Regions from separate parts of the Mus musculus genome. Here region 1 is linked to region 2. The links are chromatin contacts, called in public Hi-C maps. All regions are on one chromosome and are shown on one strand. The core of a region is the stretch at or near the end of the contact, and the rest is flanking DNA. Distances in the headings are between cores, read along the strand shown.

Region 1 (2,948 bases), core at 372-2,871, 46 kb before region 2:
ATAGAACAACTTGGGTTCAGAACTGACTTTGGAAATACCGTGCTGCCATGGGAAACCAACGTGGAGAGTGATTTGCTTAGCTCTCTCACGGAAATCTCGAGTCACTGTGTTTCCCTTTGTCTCTTCAAAGCGTTTCAAAACAGTACAAACAAAACAGTCATGCTTTTCCTGTGTTTTTAAAAAAATATCTCTGTGAACCTATTTCCATGGAATGACTTACAAATTTCTAGTCAGAAAAACAATATAAAACAGCACAACAACAACAACAACAAAATACCCACTTAAATTCTTTCAGCAGAGAAAAGGGCCAAAGAGAGCCACCATGACTTAGAAGGAAGCCCCGGGCTCCGCACCAGTTCTGGTGGGCTCACAGTTCTGCTTTTTTAACTTTGCTATCTTCTTGCTGCAAACTCTAAACACACAAATCTCATGCAAGGAGAGGCAGAAAGAAAAGCAACCTGTTTCCTTCTCAACAACTGGCAGAGCCTACTTCTTGGTCAGTCACTGTGCTGACATCAATCAAGCGTCATTACCACGCAAAGGTGGAGGTTATCTGCCCTGGAAGCACACAGGCTCATCATTTAAACAAAAGCATTCACGTAATGCCAAGGGATGTCCCTCGGCATGTCCCCAGAAGCCTTCCAAGTTTTTGTGAGCATCATCAACTCTTTTAGGTTTATTTAATTTCCCTCCCACCTTTCCATTTCTAAGCACAAGGATATTTTTTCAAGACCCTCAAAATTTATACAGCAGAAAGGTTTTGGAAAAAAACTCAGATGTAAATAATTGCTATGAATAATTCCTGTCTCTGGAAAAGCTCAGGGCTTGGATGTTGCCTTTATGTTTTAGAAGTTCATCATTGTTTAAGAATGATTGATTAAGAAAGGAAACTTTGTACCAGATGAATTTTCATCTTCACAGCTGTACACAAAACTTAAATTTCAGCAAAATAACTTCAGCAATGGTTTGGTTGTGTTTAAAGACATGGTTATTAAGTATATTCTAAACCAGTATTCCTCAAAGAAGTGACCGACAGATTACTGACCAGCCTGACACAAAGCACAAATAGTGTCAGGCAGATGTTTTCAAAAATGACCGTCAGGGAGATTATAGATGATGCTGAGATTTAAGGAAGTCACCACAAGAAAACAACTTCCGTAAAATACACACTTGCTACCAGAAGCTCAGGATGCCATTGCTGACTCTGACGGCTGGCTACTCTTCAGAGACACAAGCAAAGCTCGTGTTACAGTTATAGTAGGACCTGCCCTCAGATCACAAATATTGCCTGTGCCCAATAAGCAAAGCCAAGGAAACGTGAGAAATAGCAAGACGCAAACTTAAAAGGGACACATACCCGAATCCGCAGTCATGTAGTCAGTGGAAGTTCACAAGAGGTGTGGATCCTCCTTTCACCAGGTTCTTGAAAGTCTCTTCAAGGTGCCTGAACCCCTCAAGATGGCTGGGCTCCCCCTGAAAGAGCTGTTGTCCCCTCCATTGCTCAAGTCCAATTCATAAGTGAAGAGGAAAAGCAAAATAATAAAAAGAAGAAGAAAGAAAGAAAGAGATTTGCAAGCCTATTCGTGCCCAACAAACCACTACCTTGAAGGGGCTAGGCTTTGAGCTCAATGAAGTAAAGGCTGTTTGGCTAAATGGCAGGCCCACTTCCTCCTATTCTTTCCCTACTTAGTTTTCCGGCCTCCAGTGGAGCGCTGTTTTTTTCCCCTTTCCTGTGCTATAAATAAGCTGCTGCTGTGAGTACCGAGGAAAGAGGAGGCAGGAAATGTATTTGATTTCAAAAGGCAGTCAGAGGTGTGTGTGTTAGGTGTGTGTGTGTGTGTGTGTGTACAGTGTGCATGTGTGTGTGCGCACGTGTGCATGTGCACACATATGCATGTATGAGTGTGTGTGTGTGTTCCTTCCAAGTCTGCACTGGTAAACACACTGAAGAAAATTTAACCTAAATAATTCAACTTTAGTGTGAGCCATTGAGTTGTGACTTAACTGGTCCCTCAGTCTCTACTTGACTAGAAGTTGTCACTTCCCACCAGCGAAGCTTGAATTCAGAAATAATAGCATTTTCTGTGTAAACTACCACGAGCAGATTCACACTGCATCCTTCATTTCCTGAAAGACAAATTTGTGGGAGTGGGGGGGGGGTGCCTGAATACCAGGAGGAAGACCTGGTTCTGTTCTGTTCTTTTGCTTTCTGTCTTATTTTTTTCTTTCCTTTCCTTTCCTTTCCTTTCCTTTCCTTTCCTTTCCTTTCCTTTCCTTTCCTTTCCTTTCCTTTCCCTTCCCTTCCCTTCCTTTCCTTTCCTCAGACAGTTTAGACGATGCCTTACTACACAGCCCAAGCTAGGCTCAAACTCGTGATCCTCTTGCCTCACCGCTCAAATACTAGGATTACAAAGTGAGCACCATGTCAGACTCATTCTCTCCTTTCATTTAAAAATATGTTGAGGCTGGAAAGCTGACTCAGCAGGTTACAAGCACTTGCTAGCAACCCTAGGGGCTAGAAAGTGTTTTCCAGTACCCATAGAATAAGCCCAGCATCCCACAAATGCCTGTAACTCCAATTCTGAGAGTGCCAACACCCTCCTCTGGCCTCTACAAAGTGACCCCTCCAGTGTGTGTGTGTGTGTGTGTGTGTGTGTGTGTGTGTGTTCACACACACATGCAGAGGAATTATAAAAGTCTTTAAGAGAAAAAGTAGAGAATTTCTTGAGTCAAAATACCAAAAAAAAGAAAGAAAAAGAAAGAAAGAAAGAAAGAAAAGAAAAAAGGAATATACCTTCTGAATCTAATATGAATGGGAAAAACAGACATAGCTTTTCTGCATTCTTGCAATCCAAATTCCCTCATATTATTGACAATGCAAGCAAACCCCAAAATAATAGCATTTTTTCCCACATAACAGACGAGCAGCTAAAACTTTTGCTAACTTC
Region 2 (2,949 bases), core at 192-2,691:
TCATAGACAGGTTGTTTGACAACAGAAGTTTATTTTCTCATAATTCTGGACTCTGTCAAACTCTGTGGCAGAGTTGGCTTCCCTCTGAGGCCTCACTCTTTTGCAAGATGGTCGCCTTCCAGCCCTCTTCAAATGACCTTTTCTCTGCACAAGTCCTTACTTCCCTGTCATCTAAGGACACCCATAGTCTTGGGTTACAGTTTACTCCACTGGTCTCCTGTAACTTTCATTTCCTCCTTAGAGATCTTGTCTCCAAAGAGAATCCACGCATTCTAAAGCACGGGGATGCAGCACTTCAGCCTGGAACTAAGATGGAAATTAGCAACCTGTAACAGTAGCTAACCAGTCCTAACTTACAGAAGCCTAGCGTGATGGAGGACTAGTGGTTAAAAGATCAGAGATGGGGGAGCTGTTATGAGGAAGGGGACAACTTCTTCTTCCACACTCAAATTTTTTTTTTCTACAAAAATGGTGAGTTTATTTTCTTATAACATACAATGGTAAATGTTTGGGGGGGGATGTTCAGGTTTTTAATTTTTTCTCGGTTGACTTTACACATCACAATATTAATAAACTCTATGAAGCTCTTCCACTTCCATCCAGGTAAGGGATCCAATTGACAGGCAATCTGGTAATACATTGAAATAAAGATGTTTCTCCATCCCCTCCAAAAGTTTAACAATTACTGCCTGCTCCACAGGACAGACAACTTGTTTTTTTAAAAGTCTCCAGACCAAGGGACAGCACAACCCTGTGTCATATTACTTATAATACAGTTTAACAATATTTTATCAAAGATGTTTGCACTTGAGATTATCATTGGAGGAAAAAAAAAACGGCAGCTGAGGATCTGCACAGCAAAAAGAAAGATCACATAAAACATTTCCACTAATATTTAAAAGCCAAATTTAAGCAATAGTAAAAAAAAAAATCAAAACAAGATAATAATACAACCTCTGTTTAAAATGACAGCCATGTCCTGCCTCTTTTCCACTGAATTTTACATATGAACAGACTATATATACTGGGTTTTTGAAGAAATGTCCATTTGGTCTGTTGCACCTGTCAGGTTCCAGCTCCATCCGCTCACTGTCTTTGGGGGTTCACTCAACTCCAAGTTGTCTCTGTCTTTGCCACATTCTGGGTTAGGTGCAGTGTCTCAAGTATACATCTCTCCCTTTCCCTTTACACAGTGCAGAGTATATGGGCATAGGTTACGCAGCTTCTTCTCCTTCACTCCAGGTCACTTTCTTTGTCTAAATTCAAAGCGCTGTTCAGGGGTGTACAGTAGTTGGGCTTGTCGGATGGTATGTAGCCTGGCAGACACAAGCATTTGTAGGAGCCTTCTGTGTTAATGCACTTGGCGTTCTTGCAGAGAGACATCCGATTATTCAGCTCGCTGCATTCATTTACATCTGCAATAAACCAAACCACGGTGTTTAATGCTACGTTACTCACCAGTGACACGCAGCGGCCAGCCTGGGTGCTGTCCACAGTTCTTGGCCACATAAACCAGACAGTTTCCTCATTTTTACCTCTCTCAATATGCAAGATAAGCCTTTATACATAGTAAAATAAGTGATCAGGGAGAGTCTGGAATTGCCCTGTTATTTAATACAATGTCAACATTTGTCGGCTTGATATTTAATATATCCAAGCTACAGTGTGAATGGTGATTTTTTCTTTTTAAAGATTTTTATCCAAAATAACTGCTAGGGAAGTTGTTTATTTCCTAGTTGCCTTCAGTCTTTTATATTTATCTCACATACTCAGGGGAGTCATTACTGAACTGTCAAAATTTAAATTTAAAAGTCAAAATAACTACTTGAGACATTCTGGCCTTTTAGGGGTGGGGCTGGGGGTAGAACATCATTCACAGTACAGTTCTTGAGTAGCAGGCACAAAGTCCTGGGATTCAGTCTCTGACCATGAGAAAAATATGACACTTAGGCTTCTTATATGGGGTGATAACTATGAGTTTTAGCTGTCATAAAAGAAATACAGACTATACCATTGACTACCTTAACTGTTTTTGTGTATAGTCATGTGACATGAAGTATTATTACACTTCATGCATATTTCTAGAACCTTTTTTCATCTTTCCAAACCACAAGCCCACCCATGTATCTGACACATACTCAGCTGACCAGAGCCAGTCACAGGGGACACCAGGGAAAGTGTCTCTTAACGGACACTCTCATTCTTACCGACACAGGTCATCTTGGCCATATCCAGGTGATATCCATCAAAGCAATCGCAAGTGTATCCTTCCTGGACTCTCACACAGCGGCCGTTTTCACAACCATTGAGGATGCCACACTCCTCAGCCTGTAGCTCCTCAAAGCTATTTAGAAAGCCTGCAAAGGCAAAGGCAGAAGCCAGGTTAGAAGTGTTTGCCCTCCTACCCTATTGAAAACTGAATTATTATTATTATTATAGATCTGGTTTATTTTATTTATCTGTCTTAGATACTTTAATGTTAGCTTTAGAATTTGCTATCAAGTATACCTGTACTCGGTGCTAAGCATAAAACGATGCAGTTTTTTATATGAACCAGTCCACTCTTTGAATTCCAATGCTTTATACTGAAACCACATAACATGAGAAAGCAAGCACGGGCTTGAGCTTTGTCTTTCAAATTAGGAAATGTGGAACTTTTTGAATGTTTTATATGAATTTCCAGTCAGAAAGCCTTCTGGGATTGGATTGGTGAACTTCCTGACCAGGGTTCTGTAGGTATTTTCTAAGAGGGCTCCAGGTTTGAGGACAGGCATTTGGGAATTGTAGAACCAAAGAAGAGCCAGGCTGGTTGTGCCCTGTGAGGTCTGTTTACTCTGGCTTCCCACGGAGCCTTCCACAAGAGCCCAAAGGATCAAGTCCATTGAAGTGATTCCAAACATCTTGACAAATGGGAGATACATCAGACTTGTGTTTAGAATAAAGGAAGAA

What was found. Hi-C and Micro-C count contacts between places; a contact is called where the count stands out from the background.
Region 1: a Hi-C map of centroblasts shows a contact between it and region 2, with 1.5 times the contacts expected there. The contact joins the promoter of Rasgrp3 here to the enhancer-like site in region 2. A contact is called at or near these places in 2 of 39 promoter capture datasets (the HPC-7 cell line and macrophages), 3 of 484 Hi-C or Micro-C datasets (the HL-1 cell line, centroblasts and nephron progenitors) and 3 of 9 other capture datasets (adipose tissue, liver and pancreatic islet).

What each region holds. Positions count from the first base shown.
Region 1 is chr17:75,434,578-75,437,525 of GRCm38.p6, reverse strand. It overlaps Rasgrp3 (RAS, guanyl releasing protein 3), which reads right to left and starts at 1,621. Exons shown (of 17, transcript NM_001166493.1): 1 at 1,358-1,621.
Region 2 is chr17:75,388,838-75,391,786 of GRCm38.p6, reverse strand. Ltbp1 (latent transforming growth factor beta binding protein 1) reads right to left here. Exons shown (of 34, transcript NM_019919.4): 33 at 2,208-2,357; 34 at 1-1,415. The coding sequence ends at 1,234. Among named protein-coding and RNA genes, the nearest start is that of Rasgrp3, 46 kb to the left of the region's middle. Within about 2 kb of position 1,441, at least 5 of the 459 cell types and tissues checked have an H3K27ac peak or open chromatin away from gene starts, as enhancers often do. A contact at or near this core is called in centroblasts, where this site is marked.